Regions from separate parts of the Mus musculus genome. Here all the other regions are linked to region 5. Evidence: chromatin contacts called from public HiChIP or PLAC-seq and promoter capture Hi-C data. All regions are on one chromosome and are shown on one strand. Each heading gives the region's core, a stretch centred on a gene start, on an enhancer-like site or on the middle of the called end of the contact. The rest is flanking DNA. Distances are from core to core; before and after follow the strand shown.

Region 1 (3,699 bases), core at 13-2,512, 1.1 Mb after region 5:
CCCCATTACAGATGGTTGTGAGCCATCATGTGGTTGCTGGGATTTGAACTCAGGACCTCTAGAAGAACAGTCGGTGCTCTTAACCGCTGAGCCATCTCTCCAGCCCCCTCCACCTACTTTTTAAGTTATGGCCTCTCACCGAACTCAATGATTTGCCTACAGTCAGCTTCATAGAGTCACCTGCCTCTGTCCCCAACCAATGGAATTACAGCATGGATGGCTTTTCATCTGGGTGCTGGGGATCCAAGTTTACATTGGTTGCTGTGCTTTCATGGGGCACTTTACCAACTGAGCCACTTCTGTAGCCTCCAGGCTGGTCTTTGAACTCATGATTCTACTGCCTGGACTCCGTGCGTGCTAGACTGACAGGACTACACTACTATGCTTGCTGCACTACTCCTCCCTTCCTTACCTATTGTCTCCATAGTGACAACTCTGTGTTTTTTTCCTTTGGAAATATTTTCATTTCCTCACAAAGTTTGACTTAAAGTTATCTTGACTCAGAGGTTGAGCTGTCCCCAGAAGATCCCCCTCTCTCACTGAACCTATTGCATGTGAACACCAGCCATGCCAAGCACTGCATCTGGATGATAAAGTGTTGGAGCTGAGATCAATACAGGAAAAGTATAAATCCCAGTATCTTCCTCTTCCTTGCTTTTCCTGCTTCCACCCTGAGCTTGGTGCTCAGAATCGCAAGAATCCTGGTAAAGACACAGGAAGGTCATCCACCCTAAACAGATGGCTGTTCGGAGCTGTTGATGAATGGTGAGGGTGCCCCCCAACCAGAGGCAAAGGACAAAGGCTTAGAAGGGGATTGGCTTGAGGCTCCTGCCCAAAGTGTCTGTCATCAATCTCTATTGTCTCGGTGATTCCAGCCAGGAATGGGGAATGTGTCTCCTTGTTGACACAAGACCCTGGTAGAACAAAGAAAGTTGATGACATAAACATATCCTTTTCCCAGCACTTGACTTGTGTGTGATTTAACCTTTAACTCTTGCTTGTTGATATAGGTGAGATGTCAAATATTTTCTCCTGGGATGTTGGCAACTGTTTAAAGTGTTTTCATCACCCCTTCACTAAGGCAAAACTAGGCTGGGGCTAACAGGGTCATTGTAATAGATCTGTTCCCCACCCTCGAGTCTCAAGCTCACTCAGCCACTTCCTCCCAACTGAAACAGGAAAGTGGTGACAAAGAACAGTCTGGTAGTCACTGTACATCTGCAATTACTCAGTCACTTCTGGCTTTTGAAGGAATGAATTTGTAGCAAGGGAGAGAGAACACTTGAGACCATGTGACCAACATGGAAGTAATCCTTTAAACTGCAGCATAAGCAAGAAGGCACACACAGCCTCTGAAGCTGCTCTCTGTTCCTGCTTGGTTTTTTAACCCTCTTCTCATTCCTTAGACTTGGGGGTAAAGAAAGCTTTTTACTGTTTCCAGATCAAACCTCTGCCTTGGAAGAACAAAACAGGCAGGTTCTGTCCACTCTGCCCTCAGGAAGTCCACCCCAACTGATTCCAAGGCTGAGCTAACCCCTCTTGTTTACCATCCGGACAAATATTTTAAATGGATATACTTTTGTTTAATGTTTAAGTCTCAGGTATAAAGTTCTTTCTAGTTTTGTATTAGTAAGACAAAGGTCCTTCTCCTGCCAAGAGGAAAGTAGAGGAGGAGGGGTGGGTAAAATTCTCAGGAGCACAAGTTTATAAATTGCTTTACTGAGTGGACATCCCTGTACCTTAGAAATCAGAATTTCTGATGAAAGAACGGACACTTAACCCTCTAGCAAATAATAATACATGTGCGATTTATAGCTAGAAAGAACAGCTTTGATAAAGTAAGCATCAATTGTTAGGTTTTTGATTTTTTTTAAGTCTGGAACTTGGACTCATATCTGGGAAAGGAAATGTCTGTTTCGTTAAAGAAAATGGGTTCTGCCAAATGCACCAAAATAACAGCAGGACGAGATGGGGTGGGATGGGCTGGAGGAAGGGCACTGTGTGACTCAGAGGAGCTTGGCGTCTATAATTAATATTTTAAGCTCATTACTTCACATTCAAAACAGAGTTATATGGTGGTCAGAGGGGGAAATACACCCAACCAAGCAGGATCTCTAAAACCATGCATATACATATAAATATTATTGCATAGCTTTAAAAAGGTACATATAAACTATATGAGTGTGTTTATATTCTTTTAAATGATGGTTGTCAAACCCAAGACACTTACAGGCCTATTTGTTTCTCTCTGTAGACACATCCATACACATACACACATACAAACACATACACACACACACACACACACACACACATACACACAAAGATGCAAACACACATGCACATAACACCAAGAGATGCACACACACCTACAAACACAGTTAAAAGTAAGATGTGTCTTTTATGTGTTTACCAGCTACAGATTTTTAAAATATTCATAGTATTATATAAAATTAACTCAGATCACTAATACTCAATGAGATATTCTCTCTCTCTAACACACACCTGTGTATACACACGCAGAGAGACAGACAGAGAGAGAGAGAGAGAGAGAGAGAGAGAGAGAGAGAGAGAGAGAGAGAGAGAGAGCTGCAGACTGTATTGTTATTTCACCCAGAGATGGAATATAGCTATTGCTATACCTTAAGAAGCAGTGGCAGAAAACCATGTACTCTTAAAATTGCAGTCTCTTGCTCTCTCGGACACCATCTTAGTATACTCCTGTAGACTCAATTGCCCGTGGCCTAGTAGTTTGAAACAGTTCATGAAAGTCAGAAATGGCATTCAGCATTATAACTCAAAGGCATGCTCTGACAAAAGTCACCTATAAAAAGCAAAGTTGAAGGAGCTGCAAAACTGTGGTGCATTTGCTGAACAGAGCTCCAGGTCACTTTAAGGCATGTTACATCCTGAAGTTATAACTTGGAAAATGTAAAAGCTTATGTCATTCAATCCGGCATGGAAATTGTTTTCCAGGGGCTGAGTTTTTTATAAGAGTGTTTATCAGAATCCATAAAGAAACTAGAAACGAGGATAGAAGGATCTGTGTGTCTTAAAATGAGACAATTTGGTAAAAAGCCAATGAACACTGACTTAATTCACAGGGTTCAACAGATACAAAAATATTGAAATAATCCCATGCACCCTATCAGATCACCACGGACTAAGGCTGATCTTCAATAACAACATAAATAATAGGAAACCCACATACACGTGGAAACTAAACAACACTCTACTCAATGATAACTTGATCAAGGAAGATATAAAGAAAGAAATTGAAGACTTGTTAGAGTTTAAGGAAAATAAAGCCACAACATACCCAAACTTATGGGACACAATGAAAGCAGTCCTAAGAGGAAAACACATGGCTCTGAGTGCCTCCACAAAGAAACTGGAGCAAGCATATACTAGCAGCTTGTCAGCACACCTAAAAGCTCTAGAACAAAAGTAAGAAAATTCACCCAAGAGGAGTAGAAGACAGGAAATAATCAAACTCAGGGATGAAATCAACCAAGTGGAAACAAAAAGAACTATTCAAGGAATCAACCAAATCAGGAGCTGGTTCTTTGAGAAAATCAACAATATAGATAAAATTTTAGCCAGACTAAATAGAAGGCACAGGGACAGTATCTTAATTAACAAAATCAGAAATGGAAAAGGAGATAAAAAACAGAATCTGAAGAAATCCAAAACAATCAT
Region 2 (3,781 bases), core at 60-2,559, 1.3 Mb after region 5:
CATCACACATACTAGGGAGGCATCGAACCACTGGGATATATCCCCAGTCTGACACTGCACTTTAAGATTTCAAGAGAAGACTTTTCAGCGGCTTTGAGGATGCCTTTTTTTTCTTTTTCTTTTTCTTTCCTTCTTAGTAAACAGCCTCTATTTATATCACTTTAAAAACAAAACTACGTAATTTATCACCCTCCACCCATTTCAACTTTCTCCAAATGAAACTCCAGCTAAACTGATTGACAACTTAATGCCCCAAAGCCTTCTTAGAGGAACTCAGTAACCACGCATGGTCGTCCCAATAATACTGTTCCAGACAGTGATGGGGAAATGGAAATCTTACAAAAACGCTTCCAGTATTTCCTGCTGGACAAACTCTGTCATCCTCTAAAAACACTGAAACGGGAGGAGAGAGGTTTATGGAGTCTGATGTGGAAACATTTTTCAAAGCCAGGGCTGGCTGGGCCAGGTTGAGGGTGCAGAGCCTGTCTCTTCCAAAGAGCTGTTTCTCTTCTGTGAGGGTCCCCAGGCTCAGTTACTCTTCCCATGTATGCTGCTGTCTCGGAGGCAGTCTTTCTGGACTAGTATTTTAGTTCAAGAAACACTCCTTATTTGGAGGATAAATCAATAGAATGGGTCTACACGCTAACCTGTCATTACTCTTTTATTTTGAAGCTCTGTGGGAGTTAACTCCACCCCCACCCGACCCCCCCCCCCCCAAAAAAAAAAGTATTTGGAAAATTCCTAGTGAAGCCACTTGCTTGTTTTGTGAATGACGTTTGTGGTCAGCTATAACATATCTGGCATGTTTCTTCTTATTGCTGCCTTTTTCATGCATGTTTTTATAATTTGGGAGTTTTTATGGAAGTGATTAAATATTATTTGGCTTCAAGCTGGTGCAGAAACTGTAGAGAGGCAGAGAGAATTCTCCCTAGCTAGAATCCAGCATGAACATACCCATGCTCTCATAACACACACACATGCATGCAACATTTCCAATGTACATCCACACAGTTTCTTGCTTGCTAAGTAGTTCTCTCTCTCTCTCTCTCTCTCTCTCTCTCTCTCTCTCTCTCTCTCTCTCTCCCACTCTTCCCCCTCCCTTCCCTCTCCCTGCTTCTCTTCTCTTCTCTTTTTCCCTCCCTCCCTCCCTCCCTCCCTCCCTCCCTCCCTCCCTACCTCCCTACCTCCCTCCCTCCCTCCCTTCCCCCCTCTCTCTGGGAAATGAAAACAGCTATGATTTCCAGCTCATTTTAGGTTTGCTTCTAATAGAGGCGGCATTGTTCACATGTCCAAGCCTTCTGCTCTTACCCAGCATTAATGTTGTATAAATGTTGTTCCAAGTCTTGCTCATAACGATTGAAGTATTTTTGTAGAATGTCACCTTCCAAACTATCCTTAGCGCTTACAGTTTGAACAGCAAGCAGCCTTGCTTGCTGACTTGTATAGGGGCTTTCTTTCCCTGCCCTAGCCTACCTCCCCCAAAGGCATAAAGCCACAGGGAAAGTAAACTCTTGTATGTAAATCAAAGCTGGTGTTTAGTAGTTCCCAAATGGCATCCCCCGAAATTAACTGTTTCTTGCTTTATTAAATCAATTTTATATAGTAGCATGGAACAACAAATGAACAATTTTGAGAAAAATTGTAGTTTTCTTCTTGGCAAAATTCTGTCAATGCTGAGAGAATTGGGATTTATGTTCAGAGAAATATTATAAGGAATTATACAGATATTAGAAAAATAAAAATATCTAATCAGTGTTCCATGTGTGTATATGTACTTAAAAAGAGACAGTGTTTTCTGGGTGAACACTTCCCAGGTTTAATTAGGTATCTGTATTCACTGGCATATAGTCCAGTAATTTGGTCTGTGTATTGCTTACAAGTAAAGGGTGGTTAAGAGTGCTGACTGCTCTTCCAAAGGTCCTGAGATCAATTCCCAGCAACCACATGGTGGCTCACAACTGTCAATAAACATATTAGGAACTCTTTTTAACCTGTTCACATTATCTACTTGCTAAAACACTTGAACAAATTATCTAAAATTAGTACTGAGCAGATTATAATCTTCCTTCATTTTCACATTGCCAGATGTTTTGGGGTATATCTAACCCAACTCCACAGTCATAATATATAACCAATACAAATACCAGCACCTGTCCCTACCTGGGCTTTTATTTCCAGTGTGAGTACCAGTTAAAACCATGAACCTCGCCAGGAGTAGTGGCATATGCCTATAATCCCAGCACTCAGGAGGCAGGGGCAGGGAGAGTCCTGTGATTTCAAGGCTAGTCTGGTCTGTATAGTGAATTCCAAAACAGAAATACCTATGTAGTGAGACCTTTTCTGGGATAACAACAGCAGCACCAGCAACAACAGCAATCATGAACTATACAAAGTACCATAAAATGTATAACCTTTAACACAGAGACTGGAGGTGTGGCTCCGTGGTAAAGCACTAAACTAACATGTGAGCAGTACTAGGTTCAATCCCTGTCACCTTATAAGAGTCCATTGAATGCAAAACCCCAAGTTACGGAATTCTCACTTGCACAGCAGAAAATGGATAGTATCAGCTGCTTTGGAACAGAAGGTTTTTCATGTGCATGTGTGTGCAGTGGTCACACTTATGTGTATGTGTGGTTGCAAGTGTACGTGGGTGCCACTGCACATGTGTGTGCATGTATGTGCATGCGTGTGCATGTGGAAGCCAGAGGATGCAGTTGGGTATCTTCTTCTGACATTCCCCATCTATTGGCTGAGGCAAGGTCTCTCACTTGAACCTACAGTTCACCAATTTAACTCCTCCAGCTATCCATTTTGTTCCAGTAATGCCATCTCTGCTTCCTCTCTGCCAGAACAGCGAGAGGGCCACAGTAACCTCCCAACATTTACATGGGTTCTGGGGATTCAAACTCAGGTCTTTACATTTGCAGAACAAATCTTTTACCTGGGAGCCATCTCCCCCAGGGAAACCAGGTTCTTTTATACAATGCCTCATCATGCATGACTTTAATTCTTTTTTCTATGACATATAAAATGGGCATTTTGCAAAATCAGAAGAATGCTAATGTGACATTAAAGAATTGAGGTTATAGGTTTGTCTTTTGCCATAGGATAGGCAGTGTGGTGTTCAGTACTAGACAGCAGATAATCCACAGTCCAGTGTCTTTAGAAAAGAGAAATAATGGTAGGTTGCAAAATGAGAAAAATCGAACTTTCATCTCCCTTGCAATGAATGAATGATTTCATTTTATTTCCTCCCCAGTATTTGTGTTCTTTTTAGCATCTTAGATTGTATTTTTTTAAAAGACCCACCTAGTTAGGTAATGAGTATTTTTTTTCTTCCTTAGTTAACATAATATTTTTTTCAATATGCATTTTATTTTATTTCTTTTACTGAGTTCTGATTTACATTACAATGCAGCCCAGAAGCTATTCAATAAAAATGAATTGCATAAATTCTCCAAAAAGAATATGTCAGCAGCAAAAGTTTTCTAGTTCAAAGGGCAAGTTTTCCACTTGATTTATATCCGGTATTACTTTTTTATAAACAACCTTCCCTCCCTTCCTTCATGTTGTTCTCTGTGTTGGGATGGAAGGCCATGTCTCTCTGTTTCGTTCAGCAGTGTTGTGATTGCTGGCCATTCCTCAGCTAAAAAGAACCAGATGGCCATGAAACACTAAGGTCCCCTCCAAGTCTCTTCTAGACAAGTCTTTTACATAGAGCACAAGGGTGCTGGCCTAATACCAGTGAGAGCATTACACAAGCCAAACATCATGCCGG
Region 3 (4,008 bases), core at 472-2,971, 1.1 Mb after region 5:
TAACCTGTGATTGTTGGATTTTCCAGCTGTACATCCTGCAGACAGATCCTGTAGATATGCTAAGGCAGAGCAGAGATGTGGCTCTTCATTCTGAATCAGCTGTCACCAAGATAGTTCAGATTTAAGTTCGTGTTTTATCGTGTGTGTTATGTGACATCATCTCTAGTAATAAACTGAGAATATTAAAATATTTCCTTCACAAGACCACTATGAGAAACATTTTAATAAAGTTGAGAAAGCACAAAACATAAAAGTCTAAATAGCACACAGAAAACACCTAATAAAGGTAACTGTTACCATGACTGTACCATCAACCTAGAATGCTTAGAAATAGTTTATGTTTTATTTAACTACTATCTGACCAATATCAAAAATCTTTATAACCTTGAACAATTAAGTTAGGATTGCATCAAAATAATTTGCATATGTCAGCAAGATTTTGCTGAAAGGACCCTGATATAGCTGTCTCGTGTGAGGCTATGCCAGTGCCTGGCAAATACAGAAGTGGATGCTCACAGTCATCTATAGGATGGATCACAGGGCCCCCAATGGAGAAGCTAGAGAAAGTACCCAAGGAGCTTAAGGGGTCTGCAAGCCTATAGGTGGAACAACAATATAAACTAACTAATACCCCTCAGAGTTTGTGTCTCTAGTTGCATATGTAGCAGAGGATGGCCTAGAAGGCCATCAATGGGAGGAGAGGCCCTTAGTCTTGCGAAGATTATATGCCCCAGTACAGGGGAATGCCAGGTTGAAGAAGCGGGAGTGAGTAGGTTGGGGAGCAGGGTGGGGAGAGGGTACAGGGGGCTTTGGGTATAGCATTTGAAATGTAAATGAAGAAAATATCTAATTTTAAAAAAGAAAGAAAAATGTGGCTAAAAAGTGGAACTTAGCAGTAGAATAGTATTTATCCTAGGTTAAGTCCCTATCAAGACAGAAAGAAAGAAGGAAATAGGAGAAAGAGAGAGACAGAGACAAAGACAGAGAAACAGACTGGGAGAGAGAGAGAGAGAGAGAGAGAGAGAGAGAGAGAGAGAGAGAGAGAGAGAGAGAAAACAAGAACTTCCAGAAGCAAGGAAAGAGGGAAAAAAATTATCTCAGAGCCTGAGAAAATAATTTTGTTGTTGTTTTCTTTGCTTAAGCAATCCAGTTTGTGGTGATTTGATATGGTATTGTGGTTTGAACATCCCTACAAAATTCCTGCTGAAGTTTAACTCCAACTCTGACCATTCTGACTGGAAATGGGACTCTCCTGAGAACTGCACCCTGGTAAGTGGACTATTGTCATTATCCTGTGGTGGGTAAGTCACTGGTGGAGGGGCACTGCTCTAAAAGTGGGCTGTCTCTCGCCCATGTCTTCATGCTCTGTGATGTTCCTATGCCATGGGACATCCTCCATGTTATATGATAGAAAGGCTGTTATCCCATTATTACTGACCTTCCCAACCCTCAGGACAATGAGAAATAAGTATCCTTTCTTTACAATCACTACATCAGCCACACTGTTACAAATGGGCACATAGAGAAAGGACATACAACAAGCCCAGTGAAATAATCCAGATAGCATTATAGTACAGTGGAATGAAAAGTAAAATTGGGAACAGGAGAAGGGCTTAATTTCAGTTCAGTCTTAATTTCTGTCCCTCTGTAACCCATGAGGATGTCCTGTTCTAATGTGAAACCTTCATTTGCTTTATGTGTAAAACAAAGCTAAGTAGGTCATATGAAAATCAAATAAAATCTGTCCAAAGTACAATGGGATTTCCAAATCACGTTCAGTTCAACTTGAGGTCTGTGTCTGTGAACCAAATTCTGTGGTGAAGTCAATTTAGAAAATTCAATATGCCTGGTTTCCCTACTGAAGACTCACAACATAGGTTGTCATAGAAAATACACAATGAATGTGTGTAACTTACATTCTATTTAGCCTTCTTTAGCTAGTCTTCCCCAAAACTTTTTTGGTAGTTGAGCATTCCCATAAAAGAAATCCCATAAATATCTCCTGGGTAGGTTTTCCCCCTTCAGAGTGCAGCTTGGGAAGTTATGCCGTTAGAAGATGCTCCTGGGGCGGGTGAGTTTCCTCCGTGTAAGGGTGTCTGCTAACAAGCTTTTGGAATGAAGTTTGATCCCTGGAACCTACATGGGAGAACCCACTGTCCTTTAAATGCATAGCATCACAAGCTAGAACCACCCCCTATAGACAAAGACACAAAATAAGTGAAATATTTTTTAAAAAGTCATTTTTGTTGCAAATAAAACAGGGATCACAAAAGAATCTGCAGATATACCACCATGGCAATGCTCTTATTCTTGTGATTTATCCCAGAGGCTTCCAGAAAACTGGAAGAACCATGTGACTAGAGTGACAGGTTCTAGAAAATTCAAACTCTTCTCCCAAATTCAGTGCAAATCATTTCCCCCAAATCAGTCTGTGTGGGGAGCGGGTGTGGCGGCAGTCCCAAAGGCGCCAGGGACTGTAGCTAAGTCATATGACTTGCACCTGACTTCCTCATATAAACCACAAACATCTTGAGAGCTGCGCAGGTGTACCAGGATACTGGTGAATCCATTTTGATGGAGATATGCCCCTGCTGCCCTGATTAGCTGAAGCTGCGTGCCTGGTGAGGTGGCGTGGCCTGCTGTGCGTGGATGGGAACTGAGAGTATAAAAGAGTGAGAGGCCCAGGGTTCGGGGGAGATATAAAAACAAGGGAGATATAAAAACAAGGGAGATATATAAACAAGGGAGATATATGGAGAAAGAAGAAACAGGACTGAATAAATGTGTGCAGAAGGATCCTGTAGCAGCGTCGTTCTTCCTGGCCTGTTGAGCGCGCGCAAGAAGTGGTGCTGAAACCCGGGACCTGGGACCCAGGACACGGGAAAAGAAACATCTTCAGGCAAGAGCGAAGACCCCCTGCTACAGGGAGGATTCAGAACTGCATAACGGGGAAGAAGGGGTTGATAAAGGTTCCCGTAAAACAGACTGTTGAGAAGGATCCGGCGTGGATTCAGAACTCTTCAGCTGGGGAACGGTACTGATGAAGAGAAAGAAGAAAGATGAAGACTGAATAAACTGCTGTTAGAAGGACTGGTGGTCGCATCGTTCTTGCTGGTCGAGAGCAGGCGCGACAATTGGTGGCCCGTACGGGGAACTGACTCCCCCACCGAGTTCAGAACTTTCAGCAATCAGTGGTTGCCGGCAGGGTAAGTTCGCGGTGAGTGAAACTTGCGACCCCAGGAGTTTGGGAAGGACCTCGGATAAAATAGAGGTGAGCATAAAGTTGCCAAGAAGTAGGCACAAAGTAACCCAGGAGTTTGGGAAGGACCTCGGATAAAATAGAGGCGAATATAAAGTTGCCAGGAAGCAGGCTTTGGGACAAGTTAAGGTTCCTGGTTTTGGGACAAGTTAAGGTTCCTGGTTTGGGGACAAGTTAAGGAACTATGATAACCTCAGTGTAGTGATCAATAGATCCTCGCTGTGTAGTTATGCTTTTTTCTCCCATTGACCCTTTGTGGGTAGGTCTGATAGTTTTGGTCTTGTTTGTTCTGATATATGGACTCTGTTACTGTTTGAAACTGTGTGTAGAGGCAGTCAAGACAGGTCAGAAAATCCTTACAGAGCAACAAGAAAGTATGTCAGAAGAGGAAAAGGGCTTAAAAAGAAAAAGGAAAAAGAAAGGAGACACAGTGTTATCAGGTGGACAGAAAGGACAAAATAAAAGAGCTGAGGCGGAGGAGGAAGGCGAATTAGCTTTTGCTCCCCCTCCCTATGCCTCCTCGTCAGCCATCTATGGGCAGACCTTCTGTCCGGAGGTCTGGAAAGAGGATAGATTCTCCTTGCTGGGATGTCCTATTTTCACTGATCAAGCTGAATTTGCATGGGATAGAGATATGCTGCTTGATCAAGGTAGATTTGCACAACAACAGACAGGATATCCAGTGCAGGTGTTTGAGCAGGTGAATCAGATTCCTATAAGGGCGTGGAAATCATTGCCTAACAGAGGGG
Region 4 (3,653 bases), core at 338-2,837, 1.0 Mb after region 5:
CTGACTGTCTCACAAAACCTAAAAATCTGTCTGATCCTTCCAAAGAAAGGTCATTAATTACTGACCTAGTAACCTAAAATTGTAAGAACTGTAAAAAGGGTTTGTGGGTTTCCAACTTTTACCCTTCAAGAAATACAAGGTTCTGTTTACCTCAAAATGTCTTTTCCCTCTGAAAAATGTGTGAATCAACAACACTTATTAAATAATTAACATATGTAATTAGTTTGAATCACAATACTTACTTAGATACAATTTGCGAAACACATGAAACTCAAGAATAACAAAGACCAAAGTGTGGACACTTTGCCCCTTCTTAGAATTAGGAACAAAACACCCATGGAAGGAGTTACAGAGACAAAGTTTGAAGCTGAGACGAAAGGATGGACCATCTAGAGACTGCCATACCCAGGGATCCATTCCATAATCAGCCTCCAAACGCTGACACCATTGCATACACTAGCAAGATTTTGCTGAAAGGACCCTGATATAGCTGTCTCGTGTGAGACTATGCAGGGACCTAGCAAACACAGAAGTGGATGCTCACAGTCAGCTATGGGATGGAACACAGGGCCCCCAATGGAGGAGCTAGAGAAAGTACCCAAGGAGCTGGGGGGATCTGCAACCCTATAGGTGGAACAACATTATGAACTAACCAGTACCCCCTGGAGCTCGTGTCTCTAGCTGCATATGTATCAGAAGATGGCCTAGTAGGCCATCACTGGAAAGAGAGGCCCATTGGACACGCAAACTTTATATGCCTCAGTACAGGGGAAACGCCAGGGCCAAGAAGCAGGAGTGGGTGGGTGGGGGAGTGGGTGGGGGAGGGTGTGGGGGACTTTTGGGATAGCAATGGAAATGTAAATGAAATAAATACCTAATTAAAAAAAATTAAAAAAAGAACACACTGAGCTCCTATCATAGCTGTGATGGGTAGTTTTATTCAGACTGTTCATCTTAAGAGAGATACAAAAATTGACCCCAATTAATTGAAAACAAAAGAGGGGCTGACCTGACAGCTCAGTTGGTAAATCGCTTGCTGTGCAAGCACGAGGCCTTAAGTTTGATCCCCAGAACCCATGATAAAAGCCACACATGGCAGAAAACACTATAATCAATACTTAGAAGGCAGCCTAGCATCAAAATCCACAAGGAAAGGGACTAAAGAAGCAATTGGATCAAGCTTTGAGTGTCAACAGTATCTAACATCCATGAGTTCTGGCACCTTTCTACATGTGCCTTCCGGGCTACACCAAAGGTTGAGAACCAAGAGATAATGAATAGGATGACTACCCTAGGCCTCACCAGCCTAAGGACCAGGAAAGACATTCCTCAGAAGACACAGCCATCTTTAAAAGGTCAGGGTAAGTATAAACCTCTTATATGATCAGTTTTAAAATACAGGAAAATATTTTAAAACATTCATGTCAATTCAGGTGGGGTTTTTTTCATACCCAACTTTCCTTCTCTCTCTCTCTAAGTTTCTAAGGCACACTGAAAAGTCCAACTGCAGCATTCTTAATCATTACCAGACAATACATTACAGAGATGTTTGTGTTCTGCAAAGGAATCCCAGCAATTTACTGATACTGCTGCTTCGCTTGTCAACATTGCAATTTCTCCCTAGTTTTACCTCCTTGCTGAGGTCACGGCTGTCAGTGTGGTCCCTTCCGCGTGGTGTGCTGACTCGCAGATCCAACCACTCAAGTTACCAGGAGTATTGCCAGATACTGTGTGATCTCCACGCACAAGCAACTTTGAAAGCATTTTTTTCGTGAAATACGAGTAAGCTTTATACAAGTTGGCATGGGAGCGGGCCACACAGATTTCTTGGCAAAAAAAAAAAAAAGATTTCTGAATCGAACTATTCTACTTCTTGCTTTAAATGCATTAAGGAGTTATTGTTTAGCTGCTTGACTGCTTACTAAGGAGTAACATTGCTAAACATTATCAGGTGATGTTTTTTATGCACCTTTCTATTGAGTCGAGCTTTGTTCTCATTTGCTGAGCAAAAACTTTGTAATTTCATGCAGTCACATTTGTCAACATATAGATGTTCCTTCACCTCGAGCAACTGGAATCCTTTCCATAAACCCTCTCCACTGCTTATACCTTGAGATGCTTCTCCAGTGTGGTCTGCTAACAGGTTCAGAATTTCAGGTCTCCCTATAAGGTGCCGGATCCATTTTTAACATATTTTTGTGCCAAGTGAAAGGCAGGGATCTAGTTTTAGCTTACATGGACCTTCAACTTTCCCAAAATTATTGTTGAGAAGGATTCTGTTTCTACTTTTATTCCATTCTAATCACAGAGAACATACGACTGTTTTCAATTTTCTTCTGATTGCTAAGATTTACTTTATGTTCGTGTGTGTGTGTGTGTGTGTGTGTGTGTGTGTGTGTGTGTGTGTGTGTGTCCTTCTGTTCCTGGGCTAATGAAGCCATCCATTATTTCTTTATTACAGTTAATCTGTGCCTTTATATCCAGTAGCATTTGTTTTATAGTATATAGTCAAAATGCAGTATCCTCATAACTCATTGTTCTCCTAGTATGTAATGACTTTGGTCTCTTCAGACTAGTGTTGAAGTCTCCTTTGTCAGATAGCTATGTAGCTGGATCTGTTTGCTTCCTATTTCTGTTTGCTTGATTACAAGTCCTTTTCCTCCCCTTTAACTCTTAGATTATGTTTGTCTTTGACAGTGAGGTTCATTATTTTCGGACAGGAAATGCTGTGTTCCTGATGTTTAATCCATTCTTCGGACTTTCATTTTTATTGAGACTGGAGACAGTATTCAGTTATTATTTAATGGTATTTATTAGTTCCTGTTTTTTTACTGGTACTTTCCTAATTTTCATTTGCTTATCTATTGTTCTAATCCAGTTTATTAGTTCCTGTAATCTCAAGGATATGTAATTTTTTCAGTATACGATTCTTTTGTATATCTTCTGTAATACTGACTTGCTAATATTAATCAAAATTGAAAGATTTTATTCTCTTTCATTTATGAAGGAGTTGAAAGTTTTGGGTGGAGAGTCATTGTTTCTCAGAGCTTAAAATGAACAGTTACATACCCTGATTGTTCTTAGAGTTTTTATATAAAAATCTGCTGTTGAGATGGGCTTTCCTTTGTATATGACTTGGCATTTCTCACCTGTGGCTTTTAAGACTCTTTCTCTTTTCTACACATACAATATTTTAACTAAAATATAACATAAGGAAATATTTCTGATCTTGTCTATTTAGCATTATAAATATTTCCAGTGTCTAGATAGTCATTACTTTGGCTTGATTCGAGAATTTTCTGATTTTATTGCATAATTTTAATAACTTTAGAATGTGTTTCTTATTTATCTATGTCTATAATTTATATATTTGTCTTTATTTATTTCCCATAATTCTTTGTTTGTATGTGTTACTATTTTATATTTATCATTTCCCCAAAGTTCTCCTTTATCTCTCATCATTACCCTGACATGCTGCCCAATGCTTGACCCAATTTATTAATAAGTCTTTTTTCTGAGATTTCCTCATTGATGATTGAATTCTTCATATTTTAATTTTTTAGTATCCCTATCTCTTGTTTCTTTTCTTATCCTATCATAGTCCTTTAGTTTTTTTCAGCTATGTGCTGCACTCTCCATGAACTTCCTTAGAA
Region 5 (3,453 bases), core at 1-2,500:
GGCCGGCAGTGGTGGCGCTCGCCTTTAATCCCAGCACTTGGGAGGCAGAGGCCATACAATTTTAAGTGTGCGATACAATTTTGTTATCTGTAGGTACAGTAATGCAAGAGGACCCTAGAATTTATTTCCCATAACTGAAAGTTTACACCCGTTGACTAAATCTGTGTTGCTTCATGCTACTAAATTTATAGCAATTTGCCACCCAGTCTCCTAAGACTTATTTATAGTCCAGTTCAACCATTTGAATGCTTGTTTGCTTTCTCTCCCGTGTGCCCTATCTCCTCCCTCCTCTGATTTCAGTTTACTACTTCTGAGTGGAAAGGATTATACATTTTTCTTTCTACTCCCCTCCCCTAGAAGAAATTGGTACGATTTGCTAACAAAAAACAAAACAAAACAAAAAGCTTCCTTGGTGTTTGCTTTGTTCTGCTGTCCACTATCTTAAGATTTTTGAATGTGATAGACTAGCGATTCTCACATTTGTTTTAGAAAGTATGTAGATGGTATGACTGAGACTTTTCCCCAATTCATCAATGTTCGTACTATATTCTCCATGTTTCCTACTGGGATTGCGGACAGACAGTTGCATTAGCGCTAATCAAGGATGTCTAGGGTTACTTATTTCAAAATGATCTAGGAAAGTGTTTTATACAGTACAGACTTGCAAACTGTACTCAAGTCTAAAAGGGTCAGATTTCCTGGTGGCGGCGCGCTGGCTGGAAGCTGTTATTTAACAAGTTCCGCGTGTGATTCCTTGAGTGCGATCAAACAACTGGCCTCTGAATGACCACCGCGTGAAATCGAGTCGGCCCGAGTCAGAAGCTAACTAAGCTCCTACCCTCGCCGAGACACTTCGTGACTCCATCCTCTCACCAACTCTCCATACAGGCAAGCGAGCGGCCACATCAAAACGAACCTGGGAAGGCTGGCTTTCCCGGATCGGGATCCCAGTCCCAGCACTGCACAACCGCCAGGGGCGCCGCCACGCACTGGGTGTCTGACTCCCCTCGAGCCCCGGGACCGGAAACCAGACGGACTGCCAACACCGCAGCAGCCCCGACACCGCCAGAAACCCTCTCCAACCAGGAGGCGGGCCGCTGGGGAGGGCGGAGCCACAGCGCCAGGCACGCCCCCTACCGGTGTTGCAGCCCAATCGGCTCCCTGGCTCTCTCGCCCGGGAGACTACACCTCCGCACCCGAGGCCTGATAGGGCTGCACCAAGACCCGCCGGAAGTAGTTTCCTGGGCGGAAGCTTATCCACAGGAAGTGGCGGGGGTGCTTTCTCTTCCGGTCTCTTTGGCCTCGCCGGTAGAAGCAAGATGGTGAGTGTGGTTTCTGGGCTCTGTAAATCTCTCTCCATCCTTCTTCCTCGGGCTGTCCTGCCTGTTGCCCGGCGCGTCGGTGACAAGGTTGCGAGTGAGGGGAGCTGATGGGCGAGGAGACGGCGTGCTGTGGTCCGCAGGAACTGGAAGGATGGCTGCTGTGTGCAGAGCCCGGCCCACGGTCCTAGCGCCGCTGTGGGTCTCTCTGGGCTTTGGAGGAGACGTACGCACTGCAGCCCCGGGTGGGTGATCAGGACAGGCTTGGGGACATCTGTCCCCAGCCGCCGAGAAACCGGCTGCTTGGTGGGCAGTACCGCGACTGAGAGACGGGCAGAATGTTGTCCTTAACGCCTAAAGCCAAGGAGGCTTAGGTCCGCGCAGAGTAAGGCATTATAATGGTCGTGTGGATAGCCGGTAGTGCTTCCTACCTACCCTACCTGTGTGCTAAGATTTAAATCTTTACACCGTTTTGTCCCGTGTGGATCTTGTTTACGTCTCATCCATACTCATTGCTAAGAAAATGCCAGAGTACATTGAGAAGTCAGATTTCAGAGTTGCTTATATGTGGGGTTTTTTTTCCTGCTTTTTCTTTTAATGTGCAGACGAAGGGAACGTCATCCTTTGGTAAGCGTCGCAACAAGACGCACACGCTGTGCCGCCGCTGTGGCTCCAAGGCCTACCACCTTCAGAAGTCGACTTGTGGCAAGTGTGGCTACCCTGCCAAGCGCAAGAGGAAGTGTAAGTACTGTAATCCGCAGGCGGGCTTTTACCTTGACCTGAGGTAGCGATGTAATAGAAAACACATTTGGCACGCAACAACTTTGGAGGTTGGTTTGTTGGCTGAGTGGTTAAAACATAGTAATGACACTACTGAGAAAATGGGCTGACACTGGGTGCTTGGGAAAACCATTTGGAATCCTATTTTTTTTATTAGATAACTGGAGTGCCAAGGCTAAGAGACGAAACACTACCGGGACTGGTCGGATGAGGCACCTAAAGATTGTCTACCGCAGATTCAGGTACAGTTTTGGCTAAATGTCATTGGTCCTCCAGGGTAGGATGAAACTTTGCACTCTTACTGAAGGGTAGGAATGATACTGGGGTTTGGTGTGGGCCTGAGACGCCCACATTTGTCAAGACTATGAGTGGGATCTGGGGGGCAGCTTACTTGGATCTGCCTCCAGACTTTGCTCAAGTCTGCTAAGCTGTTCTGGGTGCCAGTCATAACATAGATGGGTATCTTTTTACTGGAGGCTAGGCCTTGATGTTCCTTAAAAGTACAGAATCCCCAGCCCCCCTCTTAGACTTTCCTGTGGGGTCTGTGCTTTGACAGGTGCTTTTGTGTTTGTCTCTGTTTTAAACTCAGTCCAGTTTTGTGAACTTGATGTGTAGTGGCTTGCTAGTGTTTGATAGGCTAGTGGCATGTTTTGAGCCTGATTAACCTTTATGTGCTTAGAATCACTCATCTTCCTATGTAGTATTGAGTAGAAATGAGTGCTACTTAACATTTAGACTTCTGAGTTGAGCAGCTTCAAGATCCTGTTAAGCTTGGTCAGTGTTTCCTGTTACTAAAGGAAAGGTGCCAGGACCTGTCCTTTATAGCTTAAGGAATAGCTTCATAAATACTTTAGTTCTTGTGGAAATAGGGAAAATGAGCCCAAAATTGTTGAGACAGTTAACTTTAATGTAATGTGGGTGTCTTGATTAGGGTAAACTAATAGCTTATCAATGATGTCCTAAAAAATAAATGTCTGAACATATGACTGCTATAATGATTTCAGCATTTAACTGAGATAAGCTCATTACGGTCTGCTTGATCAATTTGGAGGCAATGTTTGATATTGCTGCTTTAACTTTTTTTCTTATCTTTAACATGGCACAGACATGGATTCCGTGAGGGAACAACGCCGAAACCCAAGAGGGCAGCTGTCGCAGCATCCAGTTCTTCTTAAGGATTTCAATCAGTCATAAAATAAATGTTCTGCTTTCAAAAATTCTGTGGTGATCTAAGGTACTTTAACATCGGTTCAGAGTTCGGTTATATGATTGCTCTGGGATCCTACGCTTCTTCCTTCATAGTTCCTGTGGGTCCGAAGCTGGGAGGGGCTGGGTGGACTCTCGGGAAAGATAC
Region 6 (3,465 bases), core at 420-2,919, 1.0 Mb before region 5:
TAGCTTTTCTTCCTGTCCTTAGCTACCTTACTTCATCGGAGGGAAGGATGGAGTGTTCTGAGACAGCGAACTTACTTCGGTCACATGGTATTTAAGCACTTTTCCAGTGGCGACCATATGATGTTCTGAAGCCCTGGAGCAGAGAGAAAGTAGACCACACAAGACGGGCAGCTTGGGTCTCACCAAGGCACTGGTAGTGTAGCTAGTGTGCCAACTGGATGATTAAGGGTCTCAGTCTGTAATTCTAGCTAGCCTAGAATTTGCTATATAGACTTTGGTGATCCTTCTGCCTCAGCCTGCTGAGTTCTGGGATTGTAGGCATTTGCTGCCACACCCAGCCAAAGGCGAAAAGTTTCTTCCCCAAGCCCTGAACTTTTATACCAATGTGTAATTTTTTAGAAGTCTTTTCAAGAAAGTCTTTAGGAAATAGTATTAATGTGTTCCGAGGTATTCTTTGATTTCATGGAAGTAGGTGATTGGAAAGAAGCTTATAGGAGCTAGAGGAAAAGATGGACGCTGTTCTGTGCTGGAATGTAACAAGGGAAGGTCAGGGTGAATGATAATGAGGGTTAGGGAGGTCCTTTCTATATTGTTCACATACTTTTATTTTAGATTTTCTCGCCAGAATTATTAAGGTATAATTGGTGTCTTAGTTGGGGTTACTATTGCTGTGATAAAACACCATGACCAACACCACTTGGGGAGGAAAGGGTTTATTTGACTTCTACTTCTCTGTCACTATTCATCATCAAATGAAGTCAGGACAGGAACTGGAGCAGGCCAGGAACCTGGAGGCAGGAGCTGAGGCAGAGGCCATGGAGGGGGACAGCTTCCTTGTTTCCCACGGTTTGCTCAGCATCACCAGCTCACGGATGACACCACCCACAAAGGACTGGGCCCTCCCCATCTATCACCTAGAGGCTTGTGTACAGCCCGATCTCATGGAGGCGTTTTCTCAATTAAGGCTTCCTCCTTCCCAGTGATTCTAGCTTGTGCCAAGTTGACACAGAGCTAGCCAACACAGTTGGCAAGTTAAAGTCAGCATATATCCAATGTTTCACGTTTGATGGGTTGACTTGATGCGTGTCTACGTTGTGAAATGACTGATTGACATGATCAAGTTAATGACTGCTCATCCCCCCACAGCTGCCATCTGAGGTCTCTTTTCAGAAACTGTTTCAAATGTGCAGTGTGGTGCGGGTGCCCATAGCCACTGTGTTGCGTGTTAGATCTCAGCAGGCTTTAGTCATTAACTGCAGGCTGTCAGTGTCTACAGCCCGAATGCTGAAGGGCACCCTACAGGTCCTGGAGGGAACTTTGCCTGTAGAGAATTTTCAAGCAGGAATCCCATAAGTGCTGATTCTTGTCACTTTTCAGGGACAAAGCCAAACAGTGTCCGTGACAAAATACACCTCTCCTCAGGGCGGCCAGTGGCTACCTCACAAGCAAATGCGTTTTGGTTGCACCGTAGAGTCTTTCAGAAGCAGACACATCACAGACCTCTCTGTCCATCGTCATAATCTCAGAGATCTAATAGTTACCTTCCCTGCCTCCCTTCTTTCTCTTGTGTGTGCCTTTAGGAAAGGAAACAGTTACTGTTCTCCCAGGAGCCTCTTTCTTCTCCAGCGATGAGTCATTCGCCATGATTAGAGGGTATGTAATAACGGAGCTCCTTGAATCCACACGGGGTGGAGTGGGCTGACGCATCCCCCTGTGCCCGTGAGCAAGACTCTGAGGCACAGTCCCATTGCCCACAGTCCCATTAAAACGACCAGGGTTTGTTCAGCCACAGAAAAGCTGTAAAATGACTCCCACTGAGGTCGGGGCACGGAAATATACACCTGACTACTTTGAAAAGACCTCCCTGCATAGAGTTTGCATCTTTGTGCCAAGTTGATTAAAATGGCATTAAAAGGTATCCCCAACAGTTTCTTCAAACCGTGGGCTCATGTTGCAGCCACTGTTTGTCTTCCAAACAAGTTATACTCTCTCACTAAAGGAAACAAACTTCACTGTGCACACCTGTGTTTAGTTTGTTCCTGGAGACGATATAGGCTATAATTTTTTTTTTTTTTAAAGAACCCTTAATGGTTATTTCTTTGTACCAGCTTAGAGCTGATCTATTTAGAAATCAATTGTAGGGAGCGGGAACCAGATGCATTTCAGGCCATAATATTATTGTAACTGCTGATGCTTTAAAAGCCAAGGAGATATAAACCTTGTGAGGTTTGCTCTATACTTCTTGTTTCTTTCCTAGGGGACATGTCAATCTAACAATGTTAGGAGCCATGCAGGTTTCTAAGTATGGTGACCTGGCCAACTGGATGATACCTGTAAGTAGACATTCTTCCTTCTGAATTACATTGGGTCAGAATACTTTCATAACATTAAGGAGGACCCTCAAATTGCTGTACGTGTGCAATATAATCATCAAAAATGAAGAAATACATTCGTTTCTTGATAGAATCAATTTTGATGAGACAAGTTCTTAATTTGTAGTCCAAGCTGGCCCTGAATTCATAGCTTGGCTTCAGCTTCCTCAGTGCTGGGACCACAAATATGAGCCACCATACTTTGCCTAAATTTAATTTAGCAGTCCCGAGAAGTGCTCAGTGTTTACTGTGTCTTTGGGACTAATGACCAGAAATGTCACAGTCTTTTCCTTAGAGAAACAGAAGATTGAGAAAATGGATTGGTTATCACCTCATGAATATTAGAACTGACAAACATTTATTACAAGCAAGTTTTAGAGTTGGAAAGAACAAGGATCGCTTCTTTGAAATTTCGTTGATTGTAGTTTAATCCTTGTTTTCTTATTTACAGTGATTAGGCATCCTTTCTTGATCGGTTGTATGACTCAATAGTCACATTGTCTTCCCCTAGGGAATTTAAAACCTGTGGTGGTAAAGTACGCTTGCAGAAGGCAGCAGGTTTTCATTTAATGGTGCAGATCAAGGAAGGAGGAGGTGTCCGCATTAGCTTTGGAAAAAGGCTTACAGAATTTCTTTCCTTTGATTTTGGGCATGAAAAGGCTGTTACAGTGAGATTACATGGAGAATACAGTGGATATGTGTTCCTGGGGTGAGCACACTGTGGCTGCTGGCTCAGGTTTGTGTGTGTGTGTGTGTGTGTGCGTGTGCAAGTTTCAGATTTCCTATGTGTTGATCTGTAGCACTAGCTATAAGAACTTCTGTTAAGTAACTAATATTGGTGCTCTATGATAATTTATTTTGAAATTTCTTACTTTTATTTCAAAGAAATTTTTGAACATGCTAGATTTACATAATTGATAGCTATGTTATAAATTGTGTTACATTGGCCTTGTTGATCTACTATTACCCGAAATATTAAAATCTAATAGTGATTAAAGCGCTGGATCTCAATGCAAATTGGAGTCATCTCAAAGGTTAAAAAGTATTGAGGCTTGGCTTGGAGAGATGGCTCTATGGTTAAGAGCACTTGCTG
Region 7 (3,922 bases), core at 136-2,635, 1.2 Mb after region 5:
GTTCCCTCTTCAGTCAGTCCTTCTCTGCAGGCGCACCTCCAAGACTGGGCTTGAATCAGGGTAACAGGCTGATTACATGTTTGCCGAATTATTTTAGATGCAGTTTTAAGACAACAACAAAAGTTTGTCACTTCGACTTTCTTTTTCATTACATTCTGATCATATTGCATTTTTAAATCTCCGAGTGCATGCGTGCCTGGGACATGTGTGGTAGTCAGAAGACAACCTATGATGTTAGCCTTGTTTGAGACAGGATTCCTTGTGATCAGCTGCTACACAGTTGCGGTGACCCCTAAATTTCCAGAGATCACCCTGCCCCCAACTACCATCTCACATAGTAGCTATCGTGGGATTATAGACACATGTTCCCATATCTATCCTTTGTAGGATTCTGAGATGTGAACTCAGGTGCGGCCTCCCACACACACAGCAAGTGCTTTAACAACTGAGCCACCTCCTCAGCTCCCGATCAGACGTCTATACTCAACAAAAGTCGTATTTTTCTCCCTAATACTCCTACAGCATAAAAAGGTAGAATCTCCAAACCAAATAGTAAACATTGTTGAGAGCCATTAGCACAAAATAGACATCGGTAGGAGGAAAAATGTTTTATAACACTTGTATGCCCGGAAAAAGTGAAAGTAGAAGAGACATTTAAGAAGTCTCTCTTCTTACTGAGCAACTTGTTTCTCCCCAAAAATTTGTGGCTCCAGTGACAGTCATCAGGAAATTTGGTGATGTCATTTCCTTCGACTTGGCCAGTTACATAAATGCTGGATAATAGCCAACTAAAACAGTCCTCAAACAGATGGCCATGTGTGTAAATGCCAGAAAGTGAGACCAGCTATTTGCAGTTCTATTTTTTTTACCCCACACATGGTATAATGTTTATTTTATAGCCTCTCTTATGGACTTATGTGGATCATTCCTGTCATTTTTTTTTTTTTAGGGGCAGGATAGTTCCCCAAGGAAGCAGTCATAAAACACAAAACACAGATCACGAAGTCATGAAAACTAAGGTGTGGAGCAGAAGCGAGCAGCATCACTGCAAGAGCGTAAACCGTCAGAGTGGCCTGCGAAGTGCACTTCATACTGTCGAACACTCTAGAAATGACGTGTCTGAAACCATCAGGAGATTTCAAGCATGGGAGATTTTACAAGGGGGCAAATGAAAGCACTCAGGGGGAGGTCCTAAAGAAGTTAGAAGTAGTATGTTTACAGGGATTTTATAGGGGTTGCAAGAGTGCATACTTCATAGACTAACTTTTATCCCTTCAAAGCACAAGTAAATTTGGCCACAGAGCATCTTCCCAGCAACAGTGACCTGTACCTCTCCTTGTTCCAAGTCCATATTGATGTAATCAAGAGAAGTTTACACTTTTGTAACTGTGAAGAATTTCAGTTATGCATAATAAAACACAGCACGGAGCTTAAGGCTTTTCAGCTTCAAACACAGACTTCGGCTCTGGTTTGCAAGGACTGATAATAGCATTTCCTTTGTGTTCTCTTAGTAGTGGGTTCAGCAAATGCTATGGTGGTTCAAAGAAAAGTAAATAAAACCTTTCCAAACTCCACCATTCAGCTTCCTTTGATATTTCAATACTTCAATTAAATAAGGCAGGCAAAGTTTGCTGTGTCTACCTTCTCACACCAGGTAACTTAGAGGTAAGAGGAGAGAAGCAGTAAGTGGTGAAGAGAATGACGATGCTCCTGGCTGCTTTCTTCATCATGAAAATATTTTCTCCTTGGTATTCAAAGAATTTAATTTCTCTTCCACCCATCGAATTCCCAAAGTATGTAGCTACACATCATAACTTCCACCTAAATATATAGCAGTAAGTCACTGAATTATTTGTTCATAAATCTTAATTAATTATGGTCTGAAGACTAAGCTGGAAGTTGCTGATGGAGAAATACCAGCTGTGCGCTCCTTAACGCTTTCTACACTCCATTTTCATCTTATTTCTTTGTTCTGTTTAATGTTTCTACCTAGCGCTGTGCTAGTCTAACCTTTCAATCCCCACCCCCACCCCACCCCCAAATGTTTAGAAGCCTGCCATTTCCCATGAGTCTTCCATACCCTTCGGTCAGGGCAGGACAGTGTCAGAGGCCCTGTCATCTTTAGGTAAGATGGTGTCCTCAAAAGGTTCCGTGCTTATTTTGGATGCTGCAGCCTGAACTCCACCAAGCACAGTAATAAGTTCCATATGCCCCCCCCCCTTTTTTAGAACACATTTTCAAAGCAGCAAATGTTTTGACGGATTGGCTCTTAGAGAGCCTAAATACTGTTCTACACATCGTTTAGCATTTCACAAGGCCCCTACTGTTAAAGTCTGGGAATGAGGCCAGGGTAACCTACCTACAGTGCTCTAAGTAATGTGAAAATATTGAGAATTCTTAACCATCCTGCTTCTCTGAGATGTATTTGGAATGTGAAGATTTCTTCTTCACTGCCATGGAACTGTGTGAATGTGTGGGCGTGAGCACATCTAAGTTAAAAAAAAAAAAGTATTGGGCCTTTAGAGTCAATAAATTAACCAAAAACCTCCATGATGAGTTTTCTAGATGTTTGAACTTTTAAAGTTTCCGTCTAAAGTAGGTGGTGTAATCTGATCTTAAGTGTAGGAGTGCATGTGTGTGTGTGTGTGTGTGTGTGTGTGTGTGTGTGCCTGTATAAGCATGACTTTGTGTGTGTGTGTGGGGGGGGGGGGGGATGAAGTATTTAGAAATACCACACAAGTCAAACAATAACTTTTAATATTGCTATTTGTAGGTGAAAAGTTCCATTATTTCCCTAATATTATCTCTGAACATCTTATATATGAATTATTTCCTTCTTTCTTTTGCTATTGTTATCATTGCTGCTGCTGCTGTTGCTGCTGCTGCTATTTGCTCTCAGTTTTGGAGGTGGGCCTTGGACTTGTGGTCCTCCTGCTTCAGCCTCTTGAATGCCTAGATAACCCATGTGTTGAATACTCATTATTTAGCAGCATATTCTACAGATTTGTTTAAACATGGATCTCATCTGAACTAACTCTCTGACTCTTTCCTAGGTCCCAATTTGAATAATATGGAGTTAGAACCTGAAATTTCTATTTTAAATATATATGTTTTAATTTTCATGTGATTGATACATTCAAAGAAACAATATTTTCTTGGCCAGTCTATATAATCATCTAAAATTAATCAAGTATGATTAATTCGGGATCTTGTATTTTTATGCTATGGTTAGTAATTAGTTTATAACCGACTGATATTTGAAAGGACAGTAATGGACCTCTTTTTAAACAAGTATTTTTATTAATTTTTGGGATTTTCATACAATGTATTTTTATTTAACTCATGGTCCTCTTGACTCTTCTCCTTGTCTCCACCTTTCCCTTCTACACAATGACTTTTCTTCCTTTTTCCCAGCCCCCAATTGAATCAAGTTTCTGTTGTGTAACTACTCTTGGAACTAAGTGAAATTTCTAGTTTTAAGAATTGTCTTTGGTACCCAATATGAAAATGAGGGACTCATAGGAAACACATCACAACCTGAACCCTAACTGAACTGTATTTGGGTACAGCTGCCACCTCTGTACCTGTTTTCCTTTTAAATGATTAGTTCCCAAATGTCTTTCATATAATCCATTCTTCTATTAAAATCTTATATATGCTTTGGCATCTATTATTTGTTACCTATTTAAAGAAAATGCTATACATAGTAATCAATTCATAGTGATATACCTATTATCATTATTATTATTATTATTATTATTATTATTATTATTATATTCTTGATAAGAAAATGCATGGTAACATGCTTCCTCACAAATGTAGCTTATGAGGAAGGAGGTGTAAATAAGTTGGAAGATACAACATTAAGAATGATTCAAGGGGGCTGGAGAGATGGCTCAGCAGTTAAGAGCACTTAGCTGTT

The links. Promoter capture Hi-C pulls out the DNA fragments that hold promoters and counts their contacts. HiChIP or PLAC-seq counts read pairs in DNA pulled down with a chosen protein or histone mark.
Region 1: a contact with region 5 is called in a promoter capture Hi-C map of liver, with 4 times the contacts expected there. The contact joins the enhancer-like site here to the promoter of Rpl37 in region 5. A contact is called at or near these places in 10 of 39 promoter capture datasets (the 3T3-L1 cell line, HPC-7-derived erythroid cells, cranial neural crest and 6 more) and 8 of 115 datasets of contacts at active chromatin or transcription factors (craniofacial prominence, embryonic stem cells, epiblast stem cells and 4 more).
Region 2: a promoter capture Hi-C map of the 3T3-L1 cell line shows a contact between it and region 5, with 6 times the contacts expected there. The contact joins the enhancer-like site here to the promoter of Rpl37 in region 5. A contact is called at or near these places in 9 of 39 promoter capture datasets (the 3T3-L1 cell line, 3T3-L1-derived adipocytes, cranial neural crest and 4 more), 1 of 115 datasets of contacts at active chromatin or transcription factors (large pre-B cells) and 1 of 9 other capture datasets (adipose tissue).
Region 3: a promoter capture Hi-C map of liver shows a contact between it and region 5, with 5 times the contacts expected there. The contact joins the enhancer-like site here to the promoter of Rpl37 in region 5. A contact is called at or near these places in 21 of 39 promoter capture datasets (the 3T3-L1 cell line, 3T3-L1-derived adipocytes, the C10 cell line and 14 more), 2 of 15 datasets of contacts at CTCF or cohesin (the NIH/3T3 cell line and large pre-B cells), 10 of 484 Hi-C or Micro-C datasets (B cells, adipose-derived mesenchymal stem cells, bone marrow-derived macrophages and 5 more), 13 of 115 datasets of contacts at active chromatin or transcription factors (the SCID.adh cell line, double positive thymocytes, embryonic hindbrain and 8 more) and 3 of 9 other capture datasets (adipose tissue, embryonic stem cells and liver).
Region 4: an H3K27ac HiChIP or PLAC-seq map of extraembryonic endoderm stem cells shows a contact between it and region 5, with 5 times the contacts expected there. The contact joins the enhancer-like site here to the promoter of Rpl37 in region 5. A contact is called at or near these places in 2 of 39 promoter capture datasets (cranial neural crest and maxillary cranial neural crest) and 7 of 115 datasets of contacts at active chromatin or transcription factors (the NIH/3T3 cell line, the SCID.adh cell line, differentiating embryonic stem cells and 4 more).
Region 6: a contact with region 5 is called in an H3K27ac HiChIP or PLAC-seq map of SST interneurons, with 6 times the contacts expected there. The contact joins the enhancer-like site here to the promoter of Rpl37 in region 5. A contact is called at or near these places in 6 of 39 promoter capture datasets (3T3-L1-derived adipocytes, the C10 cell line, cranial neural crest and 3 more), 13 of 115 datasets of contacts at active chromatin or transcription factors (CD8 T cells, the NIH/3T3 cell line, SST interneurons and 9 more) and 1 of 9 other capture datasets (embryonic stem cells).
Region 7: a promoter capture Hi-C map of hippocampal neurons shows a contact between it and region 5, with 3 times the contacts expected there. The contact joins the enhancer-like site here to the promoter of Rpl37 in region 5. A contact is called at or near these places in 9 of 39 promoter capture datasets (the 3T3-L1 cell line, 3T3-L1-derived adipocytes, the SN4741 cell line and 5 more) and 1 of 115 datasets of contacts at active chromatin or transcription factors (astrocytes).

The regions. Positions count from the first base shown.
Region 1 is chr15:6,259,264-6,262,962 of GRCm38.p6, forward strand. No RefSeq gene overlaps it. Among named protein-coding and RNA genes, the nearest start is that of Gm16311, 49 kb to the right of the region's middle. Within about 2 kb of position 1,263, at least 69 of the 459 cell types and tissues checked have an H3K27ac peak or open chromatin away from gene starts, as enhancers often do. A contact at or near this core is called in craniofacial prominence, hematopoietic stem and progenitor cells, liver and 1 more, where this site is marked.
Region 2 is chr15:6,369,237-6,373,017 of GRCm38.p6, forward strand. It overlaps a transcript of Dab2 not described here. Among named protein-coding and RNA genes, the nearest start is that of Dab2, 16 kb to the right of the region's middle. Within about 2 kb of position 1,310, at least 14 of the 459 cell types and tissues checked have an H3K27ac peak or open chromatin away from gene starts, as enhancers often do.
Region 3 is chr15:6,223,695-6,227,702 of GRCm38.p6, forward strand. No RefSeq gene overlaps it. Among named protein-coding and RNA genes, the nearest start is that of Gm23139, 74 kb to the left of the region's middle. Within about 2 kb of position 1,722, at least 3 of the 459 cell types and tissues checked have an H3K27ac peak or open chromatin away from gene starts, as enhancers often do. A contact at or near this core is called in liver, where this site is marked.
Region 4 is chr15:6,153,279-6,156,931 of GRCm38.p6, forward strand. No RefSeq gene overlaps it. Among named protein-coding and RNA genes, the nearest start is that of Gm23139, 3.8 kb to the left of the region's middle. Within about 2 kb of position 1,588, at least 16 of the 459 cell types and tissues checked have an H3K27ac peak or open chromatin away from gene starts, as enhancers often do. A contact at or near this core is called in extraembryonic endoderm stem cells, where this site is marked.
Region 5 is chr15:5,115,363-5,118,815 of GRCm38.p6, forward strand. Rpl37 (ribosomal protein L37) reads left to right here and starts at 1,251. Exons shown (of 4, transcript NM_026069.3): 1 at 1,251-1,322; 2 at 1,925-2,060; 3 at 2,257-2,341; 4 at 3,205-3,453. The coding sequence starts at 1,320. The coding sequence ends at 3,274. It overlaps Snord72 (small nucleolar RNA, C/D box 72), which reads left to right and starts at 3,059; the gene lies at 3,059-3,118. It also overlaps a transcript of Card6 not described here.
Region 6 is chr15:4,099,547-4,103,011 of GRCm38.p6, forward strand. It overlaps Oxct1 (3-oxoacid CoA transferase 1), which reads left to right. Exons shown (of 17, transcript NM_024188.6): 12 at 1,581-1,653; 13 at 2,258-2,333. Among named protein-coding and RNA genes, the nearest start is that of BC037032, 74 kb to the left of the region's middle. Within about 2 kb of position 1,670, at least 19 of the 459 cell types and tissues checked have an H3K27ac peak or open chromatin away from gene starts, as enhancers often do. A contact at or near this core is called in SST interneurons, where this site is marked.
Region 7 is chr15:6,277,991-6,281,912 of GRCm38.p6, forward strand. No RefSeq gene overlaps it. Among named protein-coding and RNA genes, the nearest start is that of Gm16311, 30 kb to the right of the region's middle. Within about 2 kb of position 1,386, at least 56 of the 459 cell types and tissues checked have an H3K27ac peak or open chromatin away from gene starts, as enhancers often do.